Regions from separate parts of the Zea mays genome. Here region 2 is linked to region 1. A link is a contact called in public Hi-C data. All regions are on one chromosome and are shown on one strand. Each heading gives the region's core, a stretch centred on a gene start, on an enhancer-like site or on the middle of the called end of the contact. The rest is flanking DNA. Distances are from core to core; before and after follow the strand shown. Region 1 holds the start of LOC103634602 (NAC domain-containing protein 92). Region 2 holds the start of LOC100384253.

Region 1 (3,036 bases), core at 334-2,833:
CTTCCAGAGGTCGGCGAGGTTGAGGGCCGGGTCGTCGAGCTCGGGCAGGAACTGGTGCGACGACGACGGGGTCGCCGCCGACGAGATCTCCGCGTAGCCGCCCGCCGCGTTGGGGTCGGTGCTGAGCCCGGTCTCGCGGGACGGGCTGATCACCGACGCCGTCTGCGCCGAGACCACCTGCTGCTCCGCCTTGCAGTACCTCCGGATCGCCGGGGGGAGGTGGCCGGAGTTCATCGCCGGAAGAGAGAAGTACTGGCTCGGGTAGAACATCGGGGGCGGCGGCTGGTACTGGCACTGCTGCATCTGCAGCAGCGCGTGCTCCTCCATCTTGACCGGGAGGTAGCTCGCGTCCGGAACGGACGCGGGGGCGGGGCCCTTGAAGTCGATCACCTCGTCCACGTCGGCTCCGACGAGGGCCGGCAGCTCCGCGGAGTCGAGGAGCTCGTTGAGGAAGCCCAGCGAGCCCACGCGCTCGAGCTCCGCCGCGCCGGCCGCCGCCAATAATGGCTCGCTCCTCGCCGCCTGCAGCTCCTTGTTGAACACCTTGCACACGGCCCACTCGTCCTGCACCGCACGCAACAAAAAGGACAAGGCGGCAAGAAAAAGAAGAGAGGGGACTTGTTAGCCCACGCCCACCGGCCGGAAATTAAGGGCAGGAGACTTGCTTGCAACGCCGAACGACGGAACGAGTAAGTACACGAGGGCCGGACCTTGGCGGAGCGCGGGAGCGGCTGGGGAAGCCTGCCCTCGAGGCGGAACTCGTGCATGACCCATCCGGTCTTCTCCCCGCGCGGCGCGCGGCCGCGGTAGAAGACGAGCGTCTTCTTCATGCCCACGAGGACGCCGCGGCCCCTGAAGATCTCCTTGTCCTTGCCGGTGGCCTTCCAGTAGCCGGTCTCCGTGGCGCGGTTGGTCCGCGTGCCCGTCGGGTACTTGCGATCCTTGTGGCAGAAGAAGTACCACTCCTTCTCCCCCATCTTGGCCCTGCCTGGAGAAATCAAAACGCAAGCTTCCCAGTTAAATTTAGGCCGCCATGATTCCCAGCCGAGAGAAAGAGAAGTACTACTAGTACAAGCACAAAGTCAAAAAAAAAAGAGGTGCAGGTCTATTTGGCTCTTTGAGGTGAGGACGTATCAAGCAGTAGCGCGCAGTGCTAACCTGGCAGGTCCCATGGCTCGATCCTGTTGAGGTCGACCTCGCCGATGACGCCGGAGACGAAGCGGTGGTCGAGGGCCTTGTGGGTGAGGTAGTGCGAGATGATCTCCTCGTCGGTGGGGTGGAAGCGGAAGCCCGGCGGCAGGTCCATCAGCTGCCCGGCGCCCGCGTCCTCCACCTCCGCCTGGTTTATCACCGACACCTCAGACATCTCCGCCGTGCCGAAAACCAGCAGCCTCCTTCCACTCCAAGCCTCTCCACGATCGGAAGAGGAAATGGCTGCCTCAGGACAGATAAGGAGAGAGAGAGAGAGAGAGAGAGAGAGAGAGAGAGAGAGAGAGAGAGAGAGAGAGAGAGAGAGAGAGAGAGAGAGAGAGGCGTGCGTGAAAGAGAGAGGTGAGCTGAGAAAGAAGGCAAGGGGGCTTGGACTGGAGGAGCGGAGGGAGGGGCTGGGGCGGCATTATATAGAACAGGGTCGTATCTAGAGATGGCCAAACGGGCCGCCCGGCCCGGCCCGGCCCGGGCCCGGTGAAGCCCGGCCAAAAACCGGGCCGGGCCTGCTGTGCCAGCGGGCTTAATTTTCTGTCCAAGCCCGGCCCGCAGCGGGCCTAAACGGGCCGGGCCGGCCCGTTTAGCACGAAAAAAACGGGCCAAAAAGCGGGCTAAACGGGCCGGTAAGCACGTTTTAGTGTAAAAAAACCGTGCTTAACGGGCTTAGAGGTAAACGGGCCGTGCCGGGCTAGCCCGCCGTGCCTAGTTTCCTGTCCAAGCCCGCCCGCTTATTCTACCGTGCCGGGTTCGGACCGGGCCCAAAAAGCGGGCTTCGTGCCGGGCTCACGGGCCTCGTGCTTTTTGGCCATCTATAGTCGTATCGACGCTGTGACGGGCCGGGAGCGGAGAGCCGTGCGGAGGGCGGCTTGTAGACGACGGACCCCGTCCGGCGGGGACCGGGGGGCCCTTCCCCTCACTTCTTACCGCCGGTAGCTGCTGTGTGCCTGTGACTGCCCCACCTAAGGGCTTGTTCGGTTAGCTCTCAATCCATGTGGATTGAGTGAGATTGGATGGGTTTGAATCCCAAACAAGTCAAACCTCTTCTTAATTTTTTCAATCCCATCCAATCCATGTGTATTGGGAATAACCGAACAAGCCCTAAGCTAACTCCAAATTACCTGTCCTAATCGTAATGGCCCGCTCCCCTCCACTGGCCTGCGGAATATTCACTCGCTCGCCGGTTCACAGCTAACGCGGCAACGATGTGGCCGAGAATTGAAAAACCCAGAGCTCTCCCTTTAAAATACCATCACAGTAGGAGCTTCGCTTACTTCTCTGACCTTTGAAAACGAGTGCGGAGCTGGGCGACAGGGAGGCCTATCTGTCTGTCCCCACATGCCAGCGTGAAGAGTTCAACCCGGCGCTACGACACGGACAGGGGAGCAGATATCCTCTCATCCCAGCCAGTTCCTTTCCAGAAAACGGTGAGAAATCCAGATTACCGTGGCAGGCGCTACTCGTGCCGTCGTGCGCTACTCGTCTCGTCCCTAACCGCCGTCCGTGGACCGTGGCTAATGGTGCTCGCTCGATCGCTTCCGTCCCTCGCGCTCTTTTGGGAACATCTGTGTTCGTCGTTGTCTACTGGATGCGCGTAACGCCCCACACGACGGACAGGCAACGGCGAGAACTTTGCGCAAGGATATATGCCGATGGCTCTACACCGGCGGTGTATGGGCGCAGCCGGACCAAAAGCGCACAAAATTCGACAGGGCAGGCGAGCCATTTTCCCTTTCAGAAGGGTGCACGCTCGGCGTCCGCAGTGCCATCAGGGCTCGGTCCCATGCCATTCTCCCAAGCCTTTTTTTTCAGCGTTTCCGTCATCAAGTTCCA
Region 2 (3,036 bases), core at 289-2,788, 720 kb after region 1:
CTTGGATTTCAAATCAAGCAACTCCAAGAGGGCACCTTCGTCAGCCAAACTAAGTACATTCAAGACATACTTAAGAAGTTTGGAATGAATAATGCCAAACCCATCAAGGACATGTGAACAAATGGGCATCTTGACCTCGACACGAGAGGTAAATCCGTAGATCAAAAGGTATACCGGTCGATGATAGGATCTTTACTCTATTTATGTGCTTCACGACCGGATATTATGCTTTCTGTATGCATGTGTGCAAGGTTCCAGGCAAATCCTAAGAAAGTTCACCGAGAGCGGGGGCAGCGGGCGCGGGGGGCGGCGGGCGCGGTGGAGAGAAGGAGCTTGGCGGCGGCGTCCTTAGCATGAAAAAAATGAGAGAACGATGACCCGGCCGGTATAAAGGGGGTCGGTGTCAAAATCTATGGCACCGACCCCCTGATAGGATCCGCACCGACGCTAGGGGGTCAACGCCAAGATCTATGGCGTCGACCCTGCCACTTCACCACCTCAGGCGCCATTAATATTGGCACCATCACAGTATAGCTAGGCGCCAATAATAATGGCGCCGAGCCTATGGTCCATTTTTTGAAATGAAACTGTAAAGAGCATAATTGTGCAAAAGAAACAGAAAAGAGCTAGATTGCAAAAAAGTTGGGCGGTGTACATACCAATTTTCCAAGGACAAAACCAAACATTGTGGTGTACATTGAATAACTACAAGCCCAACTCTATACAAAGCGGTTAGCGTTTGAATCTATAGAGATAAAATATTATAAAAGTAGTAAAAGTCGGTACAGATTAAAGGCGAGATAACATGCTGAAAATGTCAAAATCCTGCAATTCCATCTAAACGATCTAGAATTCTGTCCGCACCGCAACATGCCCAGTCGGCTTACAATTGGTTACCAGGCAACATCCATGATTTGAATACGATAAGGAAAGTGGTACCTTGCCGCGTTGAGATTACCGCTTTCGTTTATCCCATCGCCGTCGATATATCTTCTTTTCAGAAATGCGACTGGATCCATCACGCTTCCCCGATCGACATGGCTTGGCTGGGCAAGCAGCAAGCTTCGCCCTGCCTTTCTGCCGATTTGCCGGATTCGAAATTAGTAGGCCATTTTTGCTACCAAAACTGAACTAAGATTTCTGTAGATGCAAATATCGCCCTGAGTCTCAAAACGATGTGGAGAAGAGTAGCATCCCTTTTCTGCCAAAACTATAATACAAACAGACGAGTATTCTGCAACGGCAGGCGCCCGAGGGAGGACGGAAGATCCGGACAAAGCTTCATTCAGGACGGAATCCATGCCCATAATCTGGTTTTGAAAATGGCGAATTGGAGAGATCAAGATCCATGCACAGGTCACGCAACTTCGAATTGAACACCTACTTTTTTTTCCTGGGTCCTCCTCCTCCCGGACAACAGTGAAAATAAGAAACCAAACTGGTATCTGCACACGGTCATTGATCCCTCAAAAGTCTGCACACTGCTTTGCCTGCAAGTCTTCAAAGCCCCCCAGGCCCCAGCTCGACGCTCGCTACCCTACCCCGCAAGGCCGCAACCCCGAGCAGAGTCCCAAGCCCAAGAAACCAACCCCCGACGCGCGCGAGACGGCGAGAGAGGGAGAGATAGGTGTGCGGCAGTAATATAGTGGGTTTGCTCTTTGATTGGCCGCGGCTAAGCACCAAACCTTGGGGAAATGGAGCTGCTCAGTGGTGCAGTGGCGCAGCGGGAGCTTGGGGAAGCGGAAGCTTGCGAGCAGCCAGAGCACTAGCCATTACCCAGCGCTACCATACACTGACATATCTATCGATCTGATCGGGCTGCTGCTGAGTGCAGTGTGTGTACAAAAGGCCCTGAAGGCGGTAAGACCGAGCTGCACCTGCACTAGAGGTGAAGGGGTGTGAGGGAGAAGAAAAGCGAGTAGCCCGTGAGCTGCTGCGGTGCGAGGGAGCCCAGGGTTTCGTCTCGTCTGGCCCTCTTCTCTTGGCGCGGCCATGGACGCCTACGAGGCCACCAAGGTGGTGTTCTCCCGGATCCAAGCCCTAGACCCGGACCACGCCGCCAAGATCATGGGCCTCCTCCTCATCCAGGACCATGGCGAGAAGGAGATGATCCGCCTCGCCTTCGGCCCCGAGTCTCTGCTCCACGCTGTCATGGCCAAGGCGCGCAAGGACCTCGGCCTGCTCCTCCCGGCCTCGCCGACCTCCGTTGCGGCCGCCGGCCACGCGCCGTTCCTGCAGCTCCCACGCCAGAACTCCGGGCGCGCGGGCGCGCCGTCGCCGCTCTCGGTGTCCTCGCCGTCGTCATGGAGCCACGCGCCCGTGTTCTCCAGGAGCAACAGCACGAGTAATGGCACCGCGGAGGAGGCGGCGGGGGCTGGGGAGGAGCTGCCCAGTCCCGTGAACGGCGGCGCGGCGCCGTTCTTTCCTCGTCAGGCCGGCGACGCGCTCCTGGACGACTTGCAGCTGCAGGAGCAGCTCGCGTTCCTCAACGAGGGCGGCGGGAACCCGGCCCACCAGCTCCTGGGGTTCGACGGCGGGGAGTGCCGGAGCCCCGGTCCCGGTGATGCCGATGGGATGTTCGCGTTCGGCCTCGGGTGGCACAACGGGGGCCCAGCGCACCGTAGGAGTTCGTCAGTCAACGAGCTCTGCCTTGGCGGCGGCGGCGGCGGCGGCGATGGTTTCGGTTGGAAGCCCTGCCTCTACTACGCGCGCGGGTTCTGCAAGAACGGCGGCAGCTGCAGGTTCGTCCACGGCGGCCTCTCCGACGACGCTGCTGCGCTCGCTGGCGCCAAGATGGAGGCAGCCGCCGATCAGCAGCAGCAGTGCCAGGACTTCCTCATCCGCTCCAAGGGCCAGCGCCTCGGCCCCGCCGCCTTCCCCTACTCCCCCACCGGCTCCCTCCCAGGCTCGCCCTCCGCCGCTAGCAAGTGCCTCAGCTTCCTGCTGCAGCAACAGCAGCAGCAGCACGACAGGTAGAGCAGCCGCCTTTACAAGTTCTGACCCCGAAACTCGAATCGTTCGCACCAAAGCTCCAGC

The links. A called contact is a pair of places that touch in the nucleus more often than the background predicts.
Region 2: a Hi-C map of ear shows a contact between it and region 1, with 2.8 times the contacts expected there. The contact joins the promoter of LOC100384253 here to the promoter of LOC103634602 in region 1. A contact is called at or near these places in 2 of 25 Hi-C or Micro-C datasets (bundle sheath and ear).

The regions. Positions count from the first base shown.
Region 1 is chr1:53,480,172-53,483,207 of Zm-B73-REFERENCE-NAM-5.0, forward strand. It overlaps LOC103634602 (NAC domain-containing protein 92), which reads right to left and starts at 1,584. Exons shown (of 3, transcript XM_008657013.3): 1 at 1,159-1,584; 2 at 711-988; 3 at 1-564. The coding sequence starts at 1,366.
Region 2 is chr1:54,196,959-54,199,994 of Zm-B73-REFERENCE-NAM-5.0, forward strand. LOC100384253 reads left to right here and starts at 1,539. Exons shown (of 8, transcript NM_001362338.1): 1 at 1,539-2,972. The coding sequence starts at 1,993.